Linked DNA regions of Mus musculus: region 2 is linked to region 1. A link is a contact called in public HiChIP or PLAC-seq data. All regions are on one chromosome and are shown on one strand. Each heading gives the region's core, a stretch centred on a gene start, on an enhancer-like site or on the middle of the called end of the contact. The rest is flanking DNA. Distances are from core to core; before and after follow the strand shown.

Region 1 (5,317 bases), core at 1,880-4,379:
CTGGGAACTGTCTAGTCATCGTGGGCTGCGATTTACATGCCAAGCAAGTAGATGAAAAACTTTCCATTTAATTTGTATTTTCTAACCCAGAAAATACAATATTGACTGTAAATAATGAAAACAGGCACCGTCTGGTGAGCTACGCCTTGGTATAATCAAATCACCGCTGGGGTGATTTGTCTGGAGGGCAAGGCAGTTACGGAACATCAGAAGTCCTTGAGAAAACACTGAGTTTTAACCCAGAGCCCACAGAAGTGGAACAAAGATAAGCCTCCTACCAGGAGGTCTGGGTTTCGGGTTTTGGTGTTTGTTTGGTGTGATTTCTTTTTTCTCTTTTCTTTTTCTTTTCACTTACCCCAGTCATCTAACACAGTGATGTCAAACTCTGATTGTGTGAATTTATGTTCACATATATTCACAATGTATGTTTCACTTCTATACCAATAATGGACATTAATAGTCGACCCTGACTCTCCTTCTCCTTGACACTGGACTGCTTCAGAACTTTCTGGAATGCCGTGTTTGAAGAACCTACTAGGTAGCATTCAGAATAAAATAAAATTGGCATCCCGTATCTGTGGTGTATTGTGGGCGTTTTTCAGTTCGTACAGGATGATGAATGAGTAAATTTGATTGACAGGATGAGTAGGTAGCTGGTTCTACAGTGACTCTACCGTCCCTAGGTGGCAGATCACACCGGGAACCACAAAGAAACCTGCATAAGGATGGACTGGAACTGCTCCTGTCTTGGTGGCGAAACATCTCTAACATTTACTTGGACCTTTTAGGTTGGGGGAGGGGGCAGTTACCGCATCTCCCAAGACTCAGTGATGGGAGGAGACGATGGACCACTTTACTGCAACTGTCCACAGGCATGGAGCTCTGTAATGGAACCTTCGTGGTCTAGCCAATAAATCTTAATTTCTTCCGAGATCTCAGTTGGATATAAAGGAGGAAATGGATGCCCTCAATGAAGGTGTTTATGGGTTTAGTGGTAGGATTATTGCAAACACAGCTCAGGACTGTCAGACCAGAATGCGAAGGGAGTCTTCACCACCTCTGGGCCTGACAGGAGCTACAGGCTCAGTGGAGGCATTCGGTCAATCTGTAATGATGGTTTATTCCGATCACCTCAATGGGTTGTGTTCAAAGGGGAGACAAGGAATTAGAGCCCATAGGCACAGACCATAGAGACCCTGTGGATACAGGTCACAGGGTCATATAGAGCCCATGTACACAGAGGAGCAATGAACACAGGTCATAGAAGGTCCTTAGACACAGAGCACAGAGGACCTATAGATACAAGTCACAGAAGGCACCCTGGGCACAGATTGCAGAGATCCTATTACAAAGGTCATTGAGGGTTCATGGGCATGGGTCATAGACAGCCCGGTGGGCACAGATCATTGAGAACCTTTGAGTGCAAATCACAAAGTGCCCATGGACACAGGTATAGAGAGCCCATGAGCATAGGTCATAAGGATCCTAGAAACACAGGTGACACTTGCTGTTCTGGAGCCCAGCCCAGGTGAGCATGGAGTGTGCATCTAGAGAGGCATAGAGGCCCCCAACATGAAAATGAATAGCAATGTTAAAGGGCCCCTCATTCCTCTGCACCCTGAAGGCCAGATAGTGAGCAAGACACATAGATGGGGGCTCATAGGAAGCCTATGGTCTACTGAAAATACCGACCTGATTGGTTCACGGGTTAAAGTAAGATGACGTGTCATGTAAGAGACCCAAAGCTGCTAGGGTTTTACTGGTATTGTTTCTGTTACATTCCCCTAAACTGAAAAGTGAGCCACCGCCAACAGATAGCACGGATGCTGGGAGAGAGCACTTTTCCTAATTGGCTGTTTATTCTTTTACCAGAAACCAGGCACTGCTTGCCTCTCATCTTCTATCATGCACTCCCTTCCAAAGTTATTCTCTCTTTGATAGTTTGAGAAAACAGACTTTTGGTTTTGGAACGGGTGCCTTGTTTAATCCTGGTTTTTGCAATCGTGGTAAATCAGAGAGAAGGATATGTCCAGTGGGCAACACAAGAATGTTTTATTTGTGCAAGAAAATGAAAATAAGAGTTTTGGGTTTTTTTGTTTTGTTTTGTTTTGCTTTGCTTTGTTTTGCTTTGCTTTTTGGTTTGTTTTGAGTTGTAGGAATTGAGGTTGCTGGTGCTTTGCTGTTTAACATCTCAAGATGTGTTTTACTTCCAATCTGTTCTGGACTTTATCCAACAAGAACAATGACATTTCTATTAACTAGTACTATTTTAAAGCCGGTTGCCCTACAGGATCTTCCTTAAAGATGGTTTAAAAAAAAGAAGAAGAAGAAGAAGAAGAAGAAGAAGAAGAAGAAGGAGGCATGCTTTGACCAGGAGTTTGAAGTCTGCCTTTATGGGAGGGGGGGGAGGATGCGGGGAGAGGGCAGCGAGATGATAGGGTGTTGGGGAAACTGGAAGAGAGACTCTTTATTCTGGAGTGTTTATTACCAGGACATCCAGTCCTGATCCCAGAATTGACAAAGCCCTGTGTTAACTTAGGAAAATGGAGAAGAGCTGGCTAGACTTCAGAAAAGCATGCAAACAAATTTACAATATGATAGGTTCACGATATTAAATTAAGTATATAGCAATCACAAATCTTTCAACACATTCTGGAGCAATGAAAAAAGACAGAGAGAGAGAGAGAGAAAGAGGCAGAAAAGAGAGGGGAGAAAATGAAAGACCCCCCCCCCAAACCAGCTGAGCCAGTAGTTAAAGCCTTTTTAATTTAACAGACCCCATTTTTTATGGTCTCCAGGACATGCTGCTGGCTTTTTGAGCTGTCACATGATCGCTTATCCAGATGTGAGGGTGGATATCTGGGACAGGACCAGCCAGAAACCGCAGCCCTTTCCTCCAGCTTGTAGCTTGTTACTGTAACTCAACCGTACTCTGCCGGCTACAGAAGCCCTGCATTAATATGTGGTACAACAACAATAACACAGGAGGGGATAAAGTTAACCAAACACTCACAGGAATCTGGAAAAGAGGGGGGGGGGGAAGCTGGGCCAGGGCAGGAGGGAAACAGGGAGGAGAGCCAACTCAGGTTTGTTTGTCAGCTCCACACAACACTGAAAATGAAACCTCCAAGTGTGTGGTGGTCTGAAAACTTCCCCTTTTCTCACCTACTGTGAACAGCTTTTACCCAGGGACAAGACTTCCTGCAGCTTTCTTCAGGAAATTAGCAAATGCCTCTGTTTGGAACTTCAGGTTGCAGGAACCCACAGCAAAGCCAGAAAGGGCCTCAAGAACCACAGAGTGCAGGGCTTCTCCTTCAAAAGAAATTTCTGGAAGCCCAGACCTGGACCACAGAGGGGACAGGAGAGGGAGGGTAAAGAAGCAACTGCTTTCTAGCCTCCCTTTGCACCTTTGCCAGTGACCTTTAGGAGACTCTTTCCCCAAGCTGCCCAGACAGCCTCCAGCAACCCATTAAATTCATTAAGCCTTGAATTTTTTTTTCCATGTGTGAAGTGGCAATGATACAGCCTGCCTAGAGGAGATGCATCCAGGATTAGAGAAAGCCCTGGCCTAATACCTGATCCAAATACTTTCATTTGTTTCTGAATTCATAAACACTGAAAAACCACCTACTATGTGCCACACATTATAGGGCCAGAATTCCTGAAAGTAGGAACTGTACATACAAACAGGGAGTGTCACATGATGACATGATGAATATGTAAACAGGTCAGTGTACACAAAGATGGGCACTACCATGAAAAGGGAAAGAGGAGCAGATCTGCTGGGGAGCCAGGGATATTTGGGGATTAGTATCAAGCATCAAGTATCTCTTGAAAGGTCTCTTTGAAAGACAGCAAGGTTCTGGCTCAGTGGGTGAAGATACTTGCCACCCAGTTTGATGACACGAGTCTCATCCCTCAACAACCATATGGCAGAAGGAGAAAACTGACTACTACAAGTTGTCTTCTGACTTCCACATGCGCACCATGGCACCAAGGCATGTCCTAGGTCACAAAGGAAACCCGTCGGCTCAGATAATTGGTCTGCCCTATGTCTACCCTTGCTGTTGAACCTGACTGGCTCATCAAAATCAATGCTGTGGAATATCTCAGATACGCCTCGCTAGAGATCTCACTCTTCTGCCCAAGGATTGTTTCTGAGGCTTGGTGAGTGTAGTGGTTGAAACTGAGACAACTCTTGGGCCTGTGTCCGTGTGGGAGAGTTCAGATTAGGTTAGTTGAGGTAGGATGCCCCATGATCAGTGCCATCGATGGACTGAGGTTCTAGGTTGAACAAAAAACGATTAAGAGAGTGGAGCAAGCATTCAGATCTCTCTGCTTCCTGCCTAGGAATGCAGTGTGAGCGGTCAGTTTACACTTGTACTGCCATGGGGATGCCATGATTGACTGAACCCTCAAACCACAAGCCAAAATAAACCAACCCTTCCTTCCTTAGCTCTCATTTTGTCTAATATTTTTGCCACAGCAGCAAGGAAAATACCTAAGGCATAGGGCCTGGGACTCATCTCTAACCATTCGGTGAGCCAGGAGCATCGAGCAAATTTCACATGGCTAGTTGGCTGATGGGTTTCCTCCAGCCCATAAAATGAGGAGTTAAGGCAAGTAAGCTCTGTATTTCACACCACTGTGACTCTCACCGAAGGGGCCCACTTGACAGGTAAGAGTGACACATTTATTAATGGTGGGGTTTGTGCTCTTCCTGTCTTGGCTTAGACCCTCACAGTGCCCCGCAGCAGACCCCAGACTGACTTCTTTCCCCAGGTCCCCTGAGCCTGTTGCATATTGAGGAGCCTTTCCCCTCTCCCCTTGAGTGTCAATCCTCCCAAGGCCCTGTGCTCTCCTCGGCTTGCCTTCAGAGCCAGTGCTGAGAAGAGAGATTTATTTCTTCTACTTTCTGTGGAGAGAGCTTCACAGAAGATGTATTGTTCCCAGCTAGATTTTCATCAATGCTGTGGAAGAGGCAGGAAATCTCCTCCCCAGAAATAATGTCAAATGTCTTAGAAGTCATTGACTGAAAACGCATTAAAGAGAAACCTATAACGGGTTCACTTAAGTATCACGCAGGGTATCTATATTTTACATGGAAATGTGACGTGATGCCTACACACATGTTAAGGTAAGTTATCTCAGGGTCAGATGGGCATTTGTAGTAGGATTTCTCTCTCTCCCCCATAATGCACCATGAATTATGCTGCTATTGGTATAACAAGGGTCATAACCAAGAAGAAATAGCTGCCCCGCTGAGGTTTTTCTTTTATACTGAAAATATTCAGATGGGACATGCAACACACGGCTC
Region 2 (5,809 bases), core at 858-3,357, 780 kb after region 1:
AGGCTGAGAACTACCTCATAAGTGAGCTCTTTATTTTCTTTGAATGTTTATTTGACCTCATATCTTACAGCCATGCTGCAGTTTCCCCTTCCTCCAAGCCTCTCCCCCTACACCTTAAGGCTTTCTGCAAGTTTGAGGCCAGCCTGGGCTATGTGATAAGTTCCAGGCCATCCAGGGCTAAATAATGAGATCTATTTCAACAAAATGAAACTGAGGGGCTGGAGAGATGGCTCAGCAATTAAGAGCACTGACTGTTCCTTCAGAGAACCCAGGAGTTGATTCCCAACACCTACATGGCAGTTCGCATGTTCCAGGGCACTCTAAGCCCTCTCTGGCCTCTGTAGGAAGGAGACACTACAGCAGCAGAGTAGTTAATGCCCCGGTGCCTTCCTGAGATGCCCAGTGGGGGATGGAGGAGATCTGCCCTGCCCCTTGCCCCCACCCTCCCATTCCCTCACCCCACCCCCACTTCTACCAGAAAAGCTCTCTGTGACCACACTGTCACCTCCTGTGGGGCGAGGGGGGGAGGCGACAGAGGCACTGCACCACCTGCTCAACTATGGAGAGGGATTTATTGAAGTGTTCAGTAAACAGTAGGCCAGACCCTACCCATGTGGAAAGAGTCAAATTCTACCCAGCTTGCTAGTTTGTGGGTACCTGGGACTCAGTGCTACTCAAAGAAACCCTGCTATGTCTGGAAGCTCCCCTGCCTTGCAGAGAGGGCACAGAGTACTGCCTGAGCAGGACATGGGCCATGCTCCCAGCAGTCTTTGCACCTGCAGCACCATGATTTAGTGAGGGCTGTCAGGGATTATAGAGTGGCGAACCCGCTAGCATCCGCAGGGCTCTCATGAATGGGGCCTTGTGCTCGGCTCCCTCTTGCTTCGTGTTTCTTGGAGCCAGCACAAAGGGAGCTATTTTGGGACAGGGTCTAATATTTGACTGTTGCAGGATGAAAATAGTGGGCCTTGAGTTTATTAATTTTGTAACTTTCTTTTTCTGTCTCTTCTTCCTGCCTCACCTCACCCCCTGCCACTCCCACTCTGGGCACCCTGATCCAGGCGGTGCCCTTACCTGTGGCTGGCCCTGCTTCCTCAGCTGTGTGTGAGTCACCGCTCCCTCAGTACCTGTAGCTACAAATCCCGGATGAACGGTCACCGGAAGCCCCAGCCTGTGAATCCAGGGCTGTGGGCCAACTTCTGAGCCCCATGAGCCAGGCAGATTTAGCATCCGACTCACAACCGAATCCTTCTTGATCCCAGTTAATTTTCTGAGGGCAGTCTTAATGGGGGTGGGGTTGGGGCTTCTGGGTTAGTGGTATTCAGGAGTGTTGCAAACATTTTATCTAGAAAAGAAAATGGTGGCCTGGAGAGACAGTTGCTTTCCGTTGAGGGTATATTGGTCACCATGCAAAGGGAAGCCCTCTTGGTTGGGAAAAGGGTACCTAGTGGGCTAGCCTCTGGCCTGTAAACAGGATTCTCTTTGTACAGTAATCATTCCTGTCATTACCAAGCAAGGCTTCATTCCCCACAGCCCGGACAAATGCAGAGCCCTTCGCCACCCACGAAAGAAGCTACTAGTAATTTTCAGCATTTTTTAAAAAAAGATTTATTTTATATTTAAATACTTGCCTGTGCCTGTGGAAGCCAGACATGTTGGATCCCCTGGAGCTAGCGTTACAGGTGACCGTGAGCTGCCTAAAGTGGGCACTTGCAACCAAACTCAGGTCTTCTGTGCTATCTCTCTGGTCCCAGGGTTCTGCCATGTTTTAACATCCCTCTACACCCTTCACAGCAGTCTGGAGCAGAGCTGTGAATCTCACAGGATTGTTCGACACAGGCAGAAGGAGGAAAAAAAAGCCTATCGTGAATTAAACTTTCCCCAACACTAACTCCCTCCCCGCACTATAAGGGATCATGTTGTTGGCAACACACAGATTCTGAGCCCTCTGAAGGAACACTGTAAGTAGACGGAAAAATACAAGGATGGGTCCCTGGAGGTGCCCAGGTAGAAGTGTTGAGTTTTGATGTTCACCAAACAGTACTGGGCAAGGCAGCCTTCAACAAAGTAGGCCTTTGTGGCTGTGTAACACTGCTCTGAACCGAATTTACCACAGACCACAGGGACAGGCAACTCAGAGGCATGGGGAAGAAGCAACACAGGAGCCCTGCTCTTTGGTGCCCTTCCATAGGTGGTGGCTACTAAGATGGGCGTCCGGACTGACCCTAGAAAGCCCCAGGGAGACACTTCCTGGAGCTGGCTTAGGAGCTTTGTCGCTGGGGGGCTGGTGTGTTGGGGGTGGTGTTGAGTGTGAGGAGAGCACACTTGTGGCTTAGCTTCCTGGTGATTGCTACAGAGGGAACTGAGTTGACTATAGTGTCCCATAAGTCAGCCATCCCAGAAATCTGAGGGTAAATATAGCTGCAGACTCACCAACCCTGGCTGTCCAACCACCCAGTGGATGGGAATAAGGGCTGGAAATGCTGAGTTTCGTGGTCTCCTCTTCCTTCCGGTGGTGGGAGGTTCTCAGAATAAGAAGATCTGGGCTTTGGATTTCCCCCAAGGGTTTCTCAGTACTTCCTGGCCCTGCCGACTCAGCCTCCTCGGGGTTTGAGCACCTCTCAAGGAGACCATGGAGTCTGAGAGGGGGTCAAGAGCAGCCAGTGGCATGGGGCTCAGTGACCACTGAGAGCAGGCACTGGTTAGCCACATCCCATGCACACAACATCCTGTCATCAATGGCACAAGGCCTCAGCCTGGATCTGCCTGGGCCGCTTTCTACTCATCCTATGCTTTTCTCTTTCCTGACTGAGGCTTTCACCCCACATTTTTCCTTTCCTGCCCTGGTAGGGAGCTGCCAAGTCCATGCATGGTCCAGGTCCCCCTCCTGGGGTGTCAGCCCATGCACCCTCCATCTGACCAGAACCATGAGTCACTGCACCAGACTTCCCAGGTTTGTCTGGTATGGTTTTTGCACAAATGTTCTGGGAAATGTGAGAACATGGGCCTTCTCCATTGATGGCAGAAAGCTGCGCTACCTTAGACTGGGATAAAGACACATTTGCGCCAAATGCAAATCTAAGTTCTAGAACTTGCCCAAGGGAGGAAACTGCCCAGCCCAGTGTTCATACAATAGACTCACTGAGGCTAACAAAGTGGGGAGGGTCATGGTGATGTGTGTCTATAAGCCCAACACTAGGGAGGTAGAGATTCAAGAGTTCAAGGCCAGCCTGAACTGTTTGAGATTGTCTTTAAAAAAAAGATTAGAATGATAAAGGAGCTGGGTGTGTTGGCACACTCTTGTAATGCCAACTTCAGAGTGAAGCCGATCTCATGTCAGCAACCAAGGACAGACTCACATTTGAATCGAAGATGTGGGCAGCTCTACGTAGCCTTGCTCACAGGAGAATACAACTGGAATGCACTCCTATTGAGGAGACAGAGCCTGCAGAAGCAGAAAGCAGCCCTCATCCTTCAATAGACTGCTCAGGAAAGAGCTGAGATCAACCCAGTTCCTTCCAAGTAAGAAGGAAGGAGGGAGAGAGAGACAGCCCACTTCCCTAGATCATGGGCGTCCTCTGCCAGACTCTTGCTAACAAGTTTTGGGGAAGAAAATAAAACAGCAGCAACAACAAACAACAACAACAAACCAGTGTTAGGAAAAAAATAAATCCCACTTGGAACCTTGAGCTTCATTCATTCAGGCCCAATTAGAAACCGCACCTCTGCAGCCAAGTCAAACCGTCACATCCCATGGCAATCTTGTCTTAGTCACCGTCTGTCCCTCCAGAGAAGCCAATAAAACAATGACAGGAATTCAGCGATAATCTCTCCCTATAGCTTTTATTTCCCGAGTTTTCCAGAATTCTCCCTTGTGAGATATCCAAGTCTGTGCTCTCCTTATCCCTGAGCCCGACCAAGGCAGCCCAAAAGGCTTTCCATATATGTCAGTCTCCCCCTGCCTGATTCTATTATGCAGATCAAAGCTCCAGAACTGAATCCTGGGGTTTTGTGTCAGCGTCAGCAAGATCAAAAGGTCCTTGGAAGTGAGCAACCCCAAGGAGCTGCGGGCCAACCATGCTCCATATAGGCCTCTGGCATTTCCCCACCACCACAACTAGATAACTGGCCCAGTGTACAGGAAGGGGCTTAGAGCCCATGCCATCCAAATCAGAGCCTTGTTTACTTTCCCGGCTTCAACTGTCTCTACCAAGTCCTGACAGGACACAGGTGCAGCACATGTGTACATATACACACACATATATGCACAAATATCAGTGCTCATATACATACACACATGTGCAGACACAGCAACACGCATCGATACATTTGAACACAAATGCGTACATGTACTAGGTGAAGAAGAAAGATGTGAAAGTTTGGGTCAGACTGAGTCTGGCAGAAGACGCCCGTGATCTGGGAAGTGGGCTGTCTCCCTCTCTCCCTCCTTCCTTCTTACTTGGAAGGGACTGGGTTGGTCTCAGCTCTTTCCTGAGCAGTCTCTGGAAGGATGAAGGCTGCTTTCTGCTTCTGCAGGCCCTGTCTCCTTCTCCTCGATAGGAGTGCATTCCGGTTGTATTCTCCTGTGAGCAAGGCCATGTAGAGCTGCCCACACCTTCGCTTCAAATGTGAGTCTGTCCTTGGTTGCAGACTTGAGGTCGGCTTCACTCTGCTAAGTTAAGAACACAGTGGCCTGAGGGAGAAGGGTCAAAGCTGTGTGTTCCGGAAGGTCCTGGATGTCTTTCCTCACCATCCCCGAGAGTACCTCCCTCTGCCTCCCGTCTCACCACATGCTGGTCTCTTGTCCACATGACCCTGAGTGTATGGGATAGTATGCTAATGTTCCCTTGTGGCTTCCACTTATCAGACATATCATACCCACCCCCATCCCCCACCCCTGAAACTGGGATTGAAATCGGTGATAGTCTCTGTCTTAAACAGAATATGCCACCTGTTGAGGTGACACAATGGAGGAGCATAGCCCTTCTGTAGTATTCGGGTAGTATCGTGTGTCATAGTTAGGGTTGTGCGTGTTCCTGCAATATACACCTCCATTAAACTGGCATCCATTGCTTCCTCACAGAGGGCTCTGGAGGCGAGGAGCTCCTGCCAGCAGCTCTGTGCCCAGGCCTTTCAACACACAGGCTCCATTCACCTTGTTGTCATCTTCTAGGCTTCTAGAATCTAGAGAGTTATCTCCCACAGTATGCCTTCTTGCTGGGGGTCACTGTAGAGTCGATGCAGAAAGCTCATTTTCACATAAACAAACGATGAGAAAGTTCCCAGTTCAGCTCCGTTCACAGCCTTCTAGGGAGAACAGAGTTGCATGGCTGCAGTCCCAGGGAGGCTCAGCCTGCCTTCCTATCATCTACTGATCTGTAGATCTGACTACTTATCCAGCTCTCATCTATCTTTACAGAGAGTATGACGGGATGTTTGGTAATGTGGGAAAACTCTGCTAATTAAGGTTGAAGTCCACCGTTAACAGGATAGCCGCTGGACTTGGCTCGTAAGGGAAGACTCCCTTCCTTAGCTGCTCCTCTGACCTTGACTGGGGAATCTGAAACCCTTTACCCGCAGAATAGCACATAGCCTTAGTTAGATCACAGCTTCAACTTCCATTCTCCTGACAAGAACTAGAGATTCCTAAAATGCCTCAAAATTCCTAAAATGCTTCCCTATGCTAATGAGACATTTTGGTACCCTAAGCCTTCAGCCAGTGACCTTTGCCAATCCTGGATGTTTCTACCCTCAGTCCCCCAAATTATATAAGCCTTGGATCACACCAAGTAGGTCAAGTAGATCTGAC

The links. HiChIP or PLAC-seq counts read pairs in DNA pulled down with a chosen protein or histone mark.
Region 2: a contact with region 1 is called in a BATF HiChIP or PLAC-seq map of CD8 T cells, with 5 read pairs. The contact joins two enhancer-like sites. A contact is called at or near these places in 1 of 39 promoter capture datasets (neural stem cells), 1 of 484 Hi-C or Micro-C datasets (bone marrow-derived macrophages) and 1 of 115 datasets of contacts at active chromatin or transcription factors (CD8 T cells).

Annotation. Positions count from the first base shown.
Region 1 is chr17:44,429,827-44,435,143 of GRCm38.p6, forward strand. No RefSeq gene overlaps it. Among named protein-coding and RNA genes, the nearest start is that of Runx2os3, 130 kb to the right of the region's middle. Within about 2 kb of position 3,130, at least 93 of the 459 cell types and tissues checked have an H3K27ac peak or open chromatin away from gene starts, as enhancers often do. A contact at or near this core is called in CD8 T cells, where this site is marked.
Region 2 is chr17:45,214,729-45,220,537 of GRCm38.p6, forward strand. No RefSeq gene overlaps it. Among named protein-coding and RNA genes, the nearest start is that of Gm41582, 46 kb to the right of the region's middle. Within about 2 kb of position 2,108, at least 44 of the 459 cell types and tissues checked have an H3K27ac peak or open chromatin away from gene starts, as enhancers often do. A contact at or near this core is called in CD8 T cells, where this site is marked.